Regions from separate parts of the Mus musculus genome. Here region 1 is linked to region 2. A link is a contact called in public promoter capture Hi-C data. All regions are on one chromosome and are shown on one strand. The core of a region is the stretch at or near the end of the contact, and the rest is flanking DNA. Distances in the headings are between cores, read along the strand shown.

The links. Promoter capture Hi-C pulls out the DNA fragments that hold promoters and counts their contacts.
Region 1: a contact with region 2 is called in a promoter capture Hi-C map of pre-B cells, with 2.6 times the contacts expected there. The contact joins the promoter of Atrn here to the promoter of Stk35os1 in region 2. A contact is called at or near these places in 1 of 39 promoter capture datasets (pre-B cells), 1 of 484 Hi-C or Micro-C datasets (CD4 T cells) and 1 of 115 datasets of contacts at active chromatin or transcription factors (thymic regulatory T cells).

Annotation. Positions count from the first base shown.
Region 1 is chr2:130,901,070-130,907,765 of GRCm38.p6, reverse strand. It overlaps Atrn (attractin), which reads right to left and starts at 1,271. Exons shown (of 29, transcript NM_009730.3): 1 at 799-1,271. The coding sequence starts at 1,205. It overlaps A730017L22Rik (RIKEN cDNA A730017L22 gene), which reads left to right and starts at 1,370. Exons shown (of 3, transcript NR_015523.2): 1 at 1,370-1,555.
Region 2 is chr2:129,796,511-129,803,447 of GRCm38.p6, reverse strand. Stk35os1 (serine/threonine kinase 35, opposite strand 1) reads left to right here and starts at 1,989. Exons shown (of 1, transcript NR_029452.1): 1 at 1,989-5,079. Stk35 (serine/threonine kinase 35) reads right to left here and starts at 2,931. Exons shown (of 4, transcript NM_183262.3): 1 at 2,602-2,931; 2 at 1,444-2,044. The coding sequence starts at 2,907.

The DNA of each region.
Region 1 (6,696 bases), core at 22-2,521, 1.1 Mb before region 2:
CACTTTCCCACGTCAAATGGGGAACCCAGTCAACAAATATCTGCCTGAGATATGGATGACACTGTAGGTCTTATAACTTCCCCTTGCTGTGTTCCTAACTTCTTGTGGACCACATCAAACTCTGGATGATGGATCTACCTGTGTGCATTATCCAAAAATTCTCTCACAACAGAAGCAAATAATAGATAAAAGCTAATTAAAAAGTGATCTCTCCAAGAGGTTCTGCCCCAAACCAAGCCAACTGCATGTTGTGGAGAATCTAGGGCTAATAGGATTCTCCTCTCTAGACAACCCCGTTCCAATAGGCCAACAGTGAGGATCCAAAAACTAGTTTCTTCACTTTCCTTGGAACAACAACCAATGGTACTTTTATCCCTGAAATCTTACAACCCAGCCTTACCTTCTATTTTCACCCAACATGTCACTTCCTCGGCTGTACTTCTTCCAGACACACATATCTCCAATCTCTTGGGCTGGTCAAAGGCAAGTGCTGAAGAACTCACTCACTCACCGTTTCCTTGATACCTCATTTATCCTAAATAAGCCCGTTTTCGAGGTGGGCTTTTATACTCTTCAGGACCCACATCTAACCCACAGCAACAAATGCCTCCCGAGTGTTCCCGTTCCTTCTCAATCTTCCACCACAGGCAGACCCGAAGGCCACCAAATGAACATCCCTCCAGGAGGCAAGCCATCATCAAACACAGTGGGGCAAATTCTACCCTCGCGATTTCAAGCCCTGCACCTGCCTTGGGCCTGGAACATCAGGCTGGGCCTGCACTCCCCACCCGCACTCACCTGAAGCGGCCCCCGCAGTGCTGGCATTGCTCGCCCACCCAGCCCGTGGGGCAGACGCACTGGCCGGTGCCAGGGTTGCAGCGGCCGCCGTTGACACACGGCCGGTCACATTCCTTGGCCTCGGCTGCGGCCGAGCCCGACACCGCCGCCGCCACCGCAGCGGCCTCGGCCTCCCGGGGCAGCGGCAGCAGCAGCAGCGAAAAGAGCAGCGGCAGCAGCGGCGGCGGGGGCAGCGCCCGCGACAGCACCCGCGGTAGACACAGCCGGGCGCGCGGTCCCGGCCTCCAGGCCCCTGTCGCGGTGCAGGGTCGGTGCTGCCTGCCCTTCCTGCCCGCAGGCGCTGCTGTCGCCGTCGTGCTCCCCCTCAGCCGCGCCTCAGTCGCCGCCGCCGCCGCCACCGCCACCATCTTCCTGGGGCTGAGCCGGCGCCCAGCGAACACATACACACCCCGCACGCCGGCTCCCCTTCGCCTGGCCGTGCTAGGCGGGGCCGGGCGACGGTGGCCCGGCGGGTCCATATCCAAGGCGGGGCTCCCGCTGTGCGTCGGGCAGGGGCGGGGCTGGCATGCGCGGGGGCGGGACCAGGGCCGTGGTCTTCCGGCGTGCCCAGCATGTAGACCTGCTCAATGCCAGGGTCTTAGCGCGGATGAACATCGCCTAGTCTACGGAGGCTCTTTGCTTTCCGCACCGCGCTACGACGAGTTAGCCAGTACCTCCTTACAGTGGCTGCCTGGCTCTGCTAGACAAGCTGACTGTGGTAAGTGTTACCCTTTGGACGCCTCCAAAGCTCAGCTTATAACCCCAACTCCATTTTGGTGAGAAACCGGACCCAAAAGGCTAATGATGTCGTGTGTTGCTAGCTGAGACCTGAAGAAGTAGTACTTACTGCATTCGCGTTTCTAAACTAGGGATAACAAAATGGCACGTGTGTTAATTAAGCACCTGCATATGAATAGATGTGTAACTGACTGAATGCACACACAGCCAGGCTTTCCTTGATAGCGAGCGGATTGAACCAGTGGCAGACCATGTCTATGTGTACCTTAAATTCTGCAGGAGAAGTTTAGCATTATCTTGTACCCCACGACCTATCCATATTCTCTGAAGAAAGAACAGCCCAGAATTACCGGGAGCGCTCTCAGCTTGCACACCCTTCTTGCTAACGCCAGTGCCTCTCCTACTCCCAATGATACATACTTCCCAATAGCATAACCTTGTATGGGCCACTACCCTGGAATGTACGCTGGACCTTGACTATATTAAACCGATAGAAGGATATGGTAAAGAGATAACGTGTCAGTTCCAGCTCTGATCTTATTTTTTGTTTCTTTTGTTGCTTGGTCTGGTTTGGGAGGTATTTGTTTATTTGTTGTCCTGGGATTCTCCTGCTCTTCCACCTTGGAAAGATTCATACAGAGGTCATATGGAGAGAAAAGGTCCCAGGCAAATGAATCTGGTAAGCTTATAGCTGGAAGAACAGTCACTGAGTGAAGAAGCCATATGGGTTGTTTTAGCCATCTGAGTTGTTCCACTAAAAGAATAGATAGATAGATAGATAGATAGATAGAGATCTATTTAGTTGGCTTACAGGATGCAGTCCAAGTAGTTCAACAATGGCTGTCCCACCCTAGAAAGGTGCTTGATCCACAAGACTGGACTCCACAGTCCCAATTCGGTGCTGGAGTCCTAAAAGATTCCTGGAGATCTCACTGCTGATCCAAAGAAGTCAGTTCTAATATCAGTGAGGTAACGCTGCAGAAACTTGATAGATGACCTTCCCTCCAAGAATAAGAACAAGCAGACAGAAAGCAAAGTTTCTTCTTCTCTGTCCTCTTATCTGCCATGAGAAAGTGCTACACAGATTTAGAATGAGTCTTCCTGCTTCAGGTAATCTGATTAAGACAATTCTTCATGCCCAAGAAATGGTGGCCCACACCTTTAATCCCAGCACTTGAGAGGCAGAGGCAGGTGGATCTCTGTGAGGCCAGCCTGGTCTACAGAGTGAATTCCAGAACAGCCAGGGCTACATAGAGAATCCTAGTCTTAAAAAGAAAAACCAGTTCTTCCCAAGAATGCCTATGTGCTTGTGTTGTTGTTGATCCCAGATACAGTCAAGTTGACAAGCAAGATTTCTCATCAAGTCTACATTATCTAAATAGGAACAAATCTTTCCTGTGTCTCATCCAGTGAGAGGCCCATTGCTCTTTCAAGCAATGTTTCAGCCTGCTTTAGAGAGGCTAATCAGAACTTTGCCTCATAATCTTGGGCTGTGCAGAGTATACTTATGCAGGTACTTGAGAGTTTGGGCACCTGGTCCTGGAAAACAAAGAAAACCTCACATACATGTATGAAACCTCTCTGATTAACCTGGGAGTAGAGAATTGGAGTGCACCCATAGTCAGACACCAGTGTCCAGCGCAGGCCCTGACCTTGCTCACTCTGCATCCCCTGAAGGCCTGGTAGAGCTGAACTGCATACACAGCAGCCTCACCCCAGCTATCCCAGGGCTCCAAACCAGATTCCAGTCTTCACATTTGTTCATTTCTTTGTCTTTTCTCTTTCTCCTCTACTGTGTTCTACATACGGCTGTATATGATGAAAGAAGGAAGCAGGAGACATGGACCTACCATGGTCATGTGGTAGACTACACAGTTACAACGTCTCCTATTGAATCTCACCTATCCCCGTGCCCGCCTCTCCCCCTCTCCCCACGGCCCCCGCTCCTGTTTTACCCTTAGCTCCCTGCTTCTGGCACTGTTTGGAAGCCTGTGGGCTGCGCTGCCTTGGAGCGTGCTCCTGCCTCTGGTTCTCCTTGCTTTCCCTTATTCTGTATTGCTACCATGTAAGCCATCCTCCACTCCATGCGTCTCTCTGCCACAGACAGCTGGGAACTCTGCCACGCCTTCCCTGTGTGAGAGACTGAAATCCTTCTGTTAACAAGAGCCAAAATAGATACTTCTTCCCTTAAGTTGCTTTTGCCAGGGCATTTTGCTCACAGAAGCACAAAAGAGGCTAACACTGTCTCCTGCCATGAAGAGAGGAAGCCTTTCTGGGATTTTCCAGTCTGAGATTCCTGGGTCACACAAAATCTTGACGATTCTTTCCAGCTGTCTCGGAACACTTGCTCTGGGGAAAGCCAGGGGCCATCAAAGAATTCCACTTTTCTGAAATTGCCATACTAGAAGGTAGCTATGCTCCAACCTTTCTAATCTACAGCCACTCAAGACGTCTCACTTGAGTACCAGATAATCAAGTAGCCAAGACAAGGACTCCCTGCCAAACACAAGTTACTAGTATATGAGCAAAATAAGTAAGAGTACTTGTTTAAGCCAGTAATGGGAATGACTGGTTACACAACAAAAAACTAACATATCCTGTAACTCACTTTCAACAAGGACAAGAGGTCTAGTGATGTAGACCCAATTAAGAATTCATCAAGAAAGGGCTGGTGAGACTACTCATGGTGGTACATGACTCCAGTCCCAGCACTGGGGAGGCAGAGGCAGGTGGATCTTTGTGAGGCCAGCCTGGTCTACAGAGTAAGTTCCAGGACAAATCAGAGATACATAATAGACAGATCCTATTTAAAAGATTTTTAATAAAAAAAAAAAAAACAAAAACCAGAAAGGGTTGGCTCAGTGGGTAAAGATGCTTGCCGTGTAAAGCTGGCAACTTAAGTTCAACCCCTGAAACCTGTATAAAGGTAGAAGGAGAGAGCTGACTCCACAACATTGTCTTCAGACCTCCATACTCATCCCATAACATGAGCACACACAGTAATAAATTTAAAACAAACAAAAATACTCACCTAGGGGTAGTAACACATGCTCTTTCAATCCCAGCACTTGGGAGGCAGGGGTAGGTGGATCTCTGAGTTCAAAGCCAGCCTGGCATACAAAGTGAGTTCCTGGCCAGTCAGGGCTATGTAGAAGAAGATCCTGTCTCAAAAGAGAGAAAGAGAAAGGAAGAAAGAGAGAGAGGGAGAGAGAGAGAGAGAGAGAGAGAGAGAGAGAGAGAGAGAGAGAGAGAGAGAGAGAAAGAAAGAAAGAAAGAAAGAAAGAAAAAGAGAAAGAAAGAGAGAAAGAAAAGAAAGAAAGAAAGAAAGAAAGAAAGAAAGAAAGAAAGAAAGAAAGAAAAGGAAGGAGGAAAGGAAGGAAGAGAAAGGAATAAAGAATTCAGTATGATCATAAAATCAAATATACACATAGATAGTAAGCTATGTGTCATGTCTGGTCAGGCCTCTGAAAGTATGTCTTTTGAGCTCTATGAATTAGTTATGTTTAAAATGTCTTGAGAAAAAGCAAGTTGGAGGCTGGAGAGACTGCCCTGAGGTTAAATCTACTTGCAGATGATCCAGATTTAGTTCCCAGCACCCACTTGGTGGTTCATAAATAGCTTCCATTGCTCTAGCTCTGGGGGATCTAGATAATCAGATGAGATCTTCTGATCTTTTCGTGTACCAAATATGCAGATAGTACACACACATACATTCAGGCAAAACACTCGTAAAATGCACCTTAACGGGGGTGGGGGGAAGCATGCTAGGGAATACATGTTTGCTTTGGCTTATAGTTCCAGAAGGGATATAGTCCATCGCAGCAGACAAGGCATGGCAGGAATATAAAGGTGGCCTGGCACATAGGAGACAGAAAGATCAGACTTCATCCATACATAGGTAGCAGAGGGGAATAACAGGAAGTGGGACCAGGCTATGCAACATCAAAGCCTGACCTAAAGACAGCCAGCCTTCACTTCCTAAAGGCTCCATAATCTCCCCCAAACAGTGCCATCAACTGGAGGCCAAGTATTCAAATACCCGAGCCTATGAGGATTTTTCTTTCACACCATAACTCTATAAGCCTTTGTACCCAGAATTTATGCTACCCTTTCTTCACTGGTCCTTCCTCAAGCAGCCATTTCCAGGTCCCAGAAATGTTACTGCCAATGACAAACAAAACCAGCCTTTAACCAGGAATGCTTTATGTCTAAGCTGTAAATAGAAGAATCATTATGAACTGCCTGGTTATGAACCTCCATGCAGGTGCCAGGGAACTGAACCTGGGTCCTGTGAGCCTACTGGGGTCTATAGTGGTTTGAATGAGAATGGCCCCCGCTGGCTCATTGAAGACTTGGTCCTCAGTTGGTGGAACTGTTTGGGATGGGTTAGAAGGTATGGCCTTGTTGAAGAAGGTGTGTCGCTAGGAGTGGGCTCTGAAGTTCCAAAAGCCTATGCCAGGTCCAGTTTCATGCTCTCTCTGCCTCTGCTTGTAGATCCCCATGTAAGCTCTTAGCTACTGCTCCAGTGCTATGCCTGCCTGTCACACTTCCTGTCATGATGATAATAGACTCACCCTCTGAAACTGTAATTAAGCTCCCAATTAAATGCTTTCTTCTGTAAGTTGCTTTGGTCATGATGTTTCTTCACAGCAATAGAACAATAACTAAGACAGGGCCATTCTCATTCAAACTACCACAAGACCTATGAGTAGTGCTTACTCAGATGAGTTAATTAATGCCTCTGCCACCGGGGTTCTTACTCCCATGACACTGGGTTAGTTTCCAGGAGAACTGGTTGTGATACAGTGAGTTCAGCTACCTTGGGTTTCTCTTGCTTCTCTCTGAATAGACTTACTTGCCTGCTTCTTGCCATTGTGGATTAAAACACCACAAGTTTCTCACTACATCATAGTCTTGGGCATCCTTAGATGCCAAATCAACTTTTCCAATTTCAGATATTCTGTTAATGGCAACAAAGAATAGACTAAAACAGTGTCTCCAAAAGTGGAGCCTGAAGCATCATATGAAGAAATGGTTTATTAAGAGAGTGTTATGGGGCTGGAGAGATGGCTCAGTGGGTAAGATCACTGACTGTTCTTTCAAAGGTCATGAGTTCAAATC
Region 2 (6,937 bases), core at 740-3,239:
TCCAGTTTCAAGCTGGCAACATCAATGAACTGAGGTTAGAAGATACTGTTTGGCAATGCAAATTCACACAGCCCAAGGCAGTTATTGAAATATCAACCAAACATTTGCTAAGCATGTTTCATTCATTTGTACTCAAGTAATCGGTGTGTAAAAGAACTAAGAAAGTAACTGATGAGACTGAAGGCAAAGTAGAAGGTGCTACCTAGGAAATCTTCAAGGATCCACCCTCCTGGAAATGATGACAAGCAGGATGGGAAAGGCCCCCAGAGAATTCCATCACACTATCCAATCCACTGTTAAATGACTTTAAAACTCTGCAAGGAGTTCTCCTGGGACCTTACAATAAAATCTGACAGGTGCTCCAAAAAGACTTTAGGAAATCTAGCCCTAAATCCCACCCAGTCTGCTAAATTCAACCTCAGATAGGGAAGGAAGGCAGCAATATATCTGCAAAGATCTGTGAGGGCCATGCTGGCTTACAAATACTTCAAGGACACAGGAATTTGGAGGCCGGAGTCCCACTCTTTCAAGCTGATTAACCTTAATCGAGCTGTGTTTGTGCCCACTAGGCTGAGTTCCTCTATTTATAGAGCAGAAGCTTAATTTACTGTTACAGATATTATCCAAATCGTAGCGCTCAGATTATATAGCTGGGATTGCGACTGTCCAATTTCCCTCGCCCTACCCCCTGCCCCAGGAACTCAAGACACTTGCAGCCCACTGCCTCTTCTCTAGTTTACACAGGAAGGCAAGGTGTTTGGCCTCCTGGAGCCCCATGGTTCTGCAACAATCACTGCTCAGACAGCCCCAGGGGTTATGAAAACAACTGAGATTGTAACAGGGCAGGGAAAGCTGCAACCTGTTTTGTTATGCGACAGCTCTTGGCCCACCTGAGGGGGTTATTACTGGGTGCGTGAGTTATTAACCTGTGGTGCCCTCAGGGACTAAACCAAGAACCAACTGAATGATTGTCTGCTCTCGGGTGAAGGGTTGGGGTTCTCGGAGGAAACCTCACACTTGAAGACAAGGTTTGGGAACAGAATTGGAAGAAACTAGAAATCAGGAAAGGAGAATGGCATGGGTGGGTCTGCTACTTTTTTTCCCCTCTAGGTTCTGATGAGAAAGAGGCATGAGGGGGCTTCTGCAGTTCTACCAACTACTTTGAATCCCACCAGGACTACTCTTCATCCATCTTTTAAAATGCTAGGCTTGTAATTATGGCTCACACCTACTGAGTGAGTACTTAAAAAGATCAAGGTTAGCACTTGGTGAGCTTGTTAGGGAATGTCAGCTAACGGCTGGGGAACAGACTGATTTCCTAGCAAGAAAGAAGGTCCCAAAGCCGGGTCAAGGACCTTAGCGAGCCAGAGACAGTTATTAGAACTGAGTGGTTCTGAGAACAAGGGGGTCCAGGAGAGGGCAGGACTGCCGGCTGTAGTCTACCTTTGAGCGAGGTCTCCACCAGGCGCAGGTAAAGCTGTGAGTTCTTGTTGCCGTGACTCATGCGCTGGGCTAACCCGTTGCGCTGTAGGACGCACTCCTCAAACTGCACGATATTCTGGTGCCGCCGCTTGAGACTGGTGAGGGCCCAGAATTCTGCTAGTGCCAACTCCACGTTCTCGGGAGCGTCGCAGCGGATCTTCTTGACTGCCACCCTGGCCCCACTGCGCCCAGCCACAGCCTCATAAACCACGCCGTAGCTGCCGCGCCCGATCTCCGCCAAGAGGCTGTAGCGCGGCCGTGCAGGAACATCCCCGCCGCCGCCATCCGGCCGCCGCCGGGCCAGGAAGGCCTCGCCCGGGACCTCGGCCCCAGCCGGATCCATGGCCTGGGCCGCCGGCCTCAGCTTCTCGCACAGTACCCGCTGGACTGGGCTTCGCCTTTTCCGCTCCGGGCTTTTTGTCCCTCTGCGGGCTCCGTTCTCTTTCCCCGTTTCCATGGCTGCGGGGGGCGGGGGGAGCAGCAACGGCGCCGCCCGGGCCCCCCTTGCCTCATCCCTCCGTCTAGCCCCGAGATGTGGAGGAGCGGGACCTTGGATGGTGATCTAAGGGCGAGAGGGAGAAGTTAAAACCCACCGGGCCGAGAAGGGTAGATGAGGAACTTAAAGCGTCCGGCGTCCCACCTCCGCCGCCGGTCGCGGCCCCTTTAAGAAGGAGCCACCGTCTCGAATTGAACGGGGGAAGGGAAAGGAAAGCGGGAAAGACGGAACCACCGGGAAGTACCGAGGGAGGACCGGAAACCGAAGCGCAAACCGTCCCCTCTCGCCGACTTATCCGTCAGGAGCAGAAAAAATAAATAAAGCCGTAGGGATCGTCCCCATCGAAGACGGCCGGCTTAAACTTTCCTGGGGCTTAGCCCCCTCTCAACGGCCCCTCCCCACGTCCTACCCGGGCTTCTCCCGGTGTAAACAGTCCCGTGAATCAAACCCAGGAGAGCCCGGCGGGACGACCCAGACCCCCGGGGACAGCGGGCGAAGGGAAACCGGCTAAAAGATCGGCTTCCGAGGACGACAGGCGGAGGCCCCGGTGACGCCCCCGGGACTACGGTGGGGCGCCGGGGCTCCCGCTTCGGCCCTCCCTTCCTCCCTCCACTCCCTCTTACCTGGCCGGCGCTGTTCCTCTTCCGGGCGAACCGGTTCCCCCTTGGAGCCCGCGCCGGAGGATGGTCCGTTCCGAGCCGGGCTTGTCTGCAGAGCCGGGTAGGGCGCGAGGCGGGGAGCCTGGCTGAGCGTGTAGCGCGTCGCGGCGCTGCTCTTGTGATGACAGCAACGCTCCCGGGGGAGGCCTCGGCTTCCAGGTTCCCGTGGCCGTCCCCGAGTTCACGCCAGCTGAGCACTTTACGTAACCTCTTTATGTAAGCTGCACCTCCCGCCGCCGCTCTGGTCAGCGGAGATTCCTGGTGGCCCATCCCCCAGGAGGCCAGCGGAGAGCCGCGCCGCCTCTCTGCAGCCGAGGTAGACCCAGCCGCCGCGACAGCCCGGAACCAATCACTGGCGAGAACACCCAGCCAACAAAAAGAGCGCGCCAAAATCCCGCGATTTGTACCGAGGGCCTTCGCGAGGCGCCTGCACTCCGCAAACGCCTTTCCGGACTTGACCTGCATCGTACCTCTACGCCCGCACTCGGCACTTGATGCTGATTGGGGGAATGGCTTAGGTGTAATCGATTCACAGCTGAGACCAGGGTTAGAACGCTAATCTCCACGCCCACTAATGACCCCAATGATCTCAGCCGCACTTAATCCTCAGTATCCTTCTCTGCCAAACCCGGGTGGTCCGCACTTCCAAGGTTGCAAAGGACCAAGTGAAATATGATGGCTGGCTAATTGAGTGCCTGATATAAGCTGCTTTGGGCTTGGATTTTGATACCCTTCACCCCGGCCGCCCATTGTGGTGGGAGGGAGCACAATGGCTGTGTAGTTAAGAATGATCTTGAACTTTTCCTCTTGTCTTCATCTCCCGAGTAATGGGATTAAAGGCGGGCACCACCACACCCAATTTATACACCCTATTTGTTTGTACAGAGCTAGGAATCCAAGGGTTTTGTGCATGCTAGACAGGCACTTTACAAAGCTACATCTCCAGCCCCTAGGCGTGGTTTTTTAAAGTATTTTGTACCCTGCTTTGTACTCCAATGCCTAGAAGGTGCCCAGTATTTTGTTAGCTGATATTGAAGGACAGTAACTAGAGTTTCTGCTACACACTATTTTAAGTCTGGGGAAAAAGGAGTAGACACGACAGTCTTTGCCTTAATTGCGACTCTTGACACTGGAGGAGACAGTCAACCTTGTGTCTTCGTAGATGTCTCACAGTTAAAGTACTTAGAACAGTGTTAAAATACACACAAGACAGATTAAATGTAATGTAAAACAATAAACAAGAGTTTCTAGAATTTCTATAGCTTTTCTGTATGTAAGTGGTCACATATACACACAAGGTGTAAGAATAGTAAAGTCTCATCTTTTTTTTTGCCAGAATTACATTGTTTTGCTATATTTTCATGTTCTGTGCACAAATATGTATGTATGAATGTATACATGTTGTAAATCCTTTTATATTTATAAGATATATATGTATACATATATATATATATACACACACACACACATATATATATACACACACACAAATATATGTGTGTGTGTGTGTTTTTTTCCCAAGGACAAAGATACTCTCTAGCACACTCTCAATACAGTGCAGAACCATGAACAATGCCATGCTTTTGTTTACTATGCCATCTCAAGGTTTACCGATTGTCCTTTCCTTTCTCTTCTAGTCCAATATACGAGTCCTCAGCACCTAGCCTTATTGGATAAGGATTCCAACAGCCTCGTTGTTAACCGAAACTCCTTTACTTCTTTTCCTTGTTGTTGCTGGGTTGTTGGGTTTTTTTTTTTTTTTAATTGGTGGTGATTTGGGTTTTTTGTTTTTTGTTTTTGTTTTGTTGGTTGGTTGGGTTTGTTTGTTTGTTTGTTTGGAGACAGGGTTTCTCTACTTAGCTTTGGCTGGTCTTAAACTCAGGGATCTGCCTGTCTCTGCCACCCAAGTGCTGGGATCAAAAGGTGTGCACCACCATACCCAACCTCACAATTTAAACAACTTAAATTTCTTTAAAGGGTTCATCTTCAAATATTGTTACTAACCTATTGGGGGTTATAGGTTCAACACATGATTCTGAGGTAGGACCACAATTCAGTTGGCAGCAATCTCTTTAGAAAATGACACTCATCTGAGTAATGAATAGCAAGAAGCCAGTCATGCCACAACTAGTGGTGGGGCATTGCAGGGAGAAGAGACAGCAAGTACAAGAGTGGCCAGGGAGATAACCTTGGTCAATTAAAGAGACTATTAGAATGTAAAACAGCCTGGGTAATGGCTCAGTGTGAACCTGATGACTTGATTTCAATCCCCACCCCACCCCCCAAGCTGACAAAAAGGTGAAAAGAGAATCAACTCCACAAAGTTGTCCTCTACCCTGGTACCCACAATCCTACAGAGATGGTGATGAACCCCAGAGGCTCAGAGGTATGAGTCCCCTGCAGCTGTTGAATTAGCTAATAAAATACTTTCACATTTGATTCTTAAATTTGGACTTGCTTAAATTACTAAAGTAATCTTCACTTGCTTTTATGCTTGATAGCTAACATTTATGAGCAGTTTCTATCTTCCTGGCATAGAGAGTGACAAAGAGTATTTATGACATCCTTGAAAACATAGTTTCTTTCAAAGTTAAATGTATATGTCTGCCTGTGGCCTAGCTAGTTCCCAGTCTAGAGGTTTACCCAAGATAAATGAAAACTTAGATTCACAAATAGACTTTTGTATAAAACTATTCATGGTGGCTTTTCCCATGACAGTCAGAAACTGGAAGGTACTACTATGTTTGTCAATACACAAATAGATTGTGTTACTTCCAGATAGTGGGAACAAAAGGGGAACTGAGACTCTATAGCATGGAAGAATTAAAAAAAAAAAATGCAGGGTGAAAGAACCCAGGCACAAAAGAACACATGCCAAGTGAGTCCTACACCACTCGGGAAAAAAGCTCAGACTAATCTATACTAGAGAGGGATCAAAGAAGAAAAAAGGAAAACCTTTTGGGGGGGGTGAACAATAATGCTCATTTTTTTTTTTTTTTTTTTTTTTTTTTTTTTGGTTTTTCGAGACAGGGTTTCTCTGTATAGCCCTGGCTGTCCTGGAACTCACTTTGTAGACCAGGCTGGCCTCGAACTCAGAAATCCGCCTGCCTCTGCCTCCCGAGTGCTGGGATTAAAGGCGTGCGCCACCACGCCCGGCATGCTCATTATTTTTATGTGGTGATAGTTTTAATGGGAAATGCTAGAATACCTCAAATTGGGGCTGGCGAGTGGCTCAGTGGGTAAGAGCACTTGCTGCTCTTCCAAAGGACCCAGGTTCAGTTCTCAGCAATTACATGGCAGCTCACAACTGGCTGTAATCCCAGTTCCAGGGGATCTGACCCCCTCTCATAGACATACAAGCAGGCAGAACATTAATGTACATAAAAATAAGTAAATTATTTTTTAAAAGTTTTTAAAGAATGTCTCAAACTGTGTCCTTTTATGGGTTTAGTTTATGTATAGCCACCTTTCAGGCTTACCTCTAAAAAGCTCTAAAAATGGAGGCAGTAGGGAGAATGTTACATAATGTATGGTTCCTTTAATAGAAAGGGTGGCCACCGGCCTATGGTAGCAGAATGCCAGTGGTTGACTGCCAAGTGGCACAAGGGTGATAGAATTTGTGAATTGTACTACAATGAGATGTAATTAAAAGCTGGGAAAAAAAATGAAAGCCCCTCAACCAAGAAGATTTGTGGGTTTTGTTTTTGTTTGGGGGGTTTTCTGTTGTTTTCGTTTTAACCTTTAAAAAATGTTTTTTAGACTTTTTATCCCATGTATGTGGGTATACTGTTGCTGTCTTCAAGCACACCAGAAGAGGACATCGGATTTCCATTACAGATAGTTGTGAGCCACCATATGGTTGCTGGAATTGAACTCAGGACCTCTGGAAGAGCAGTCATTGCTCTTAACTGCTGAGCCATCTCCCTAGCCCTTCTGTTATTTTTGAGACAGGGTTTCTCTATGTAGCCCTGGCTGTCCTGGAACTGGCTTTGTAGACCAAGTTGACATCAAACCCACAAAGATCTGCCTGCCTCTGCCTCCCAAGTGCTAAGATTAAAGGCGTGCATCACTACACCTGGCTAAGATTTGTGTTTTAAAGAAGTTTCTGCGGACAGAGTGCTGTGTGATGCAGCCTGGCTTCACTCCTCCCACCCTTGGGTCCATAGTCTGAGACAAAGTCAAGAACCCTTCTCCTCCTATCTTCTGCCCTCCCCTGAATTTGGAGAGATGGAGCAAGAAGCTCTAGAAGAACTATGGGTGTAAGTCTGCTGTAGCTGTTAGATTACTTAATTTCTTTTTA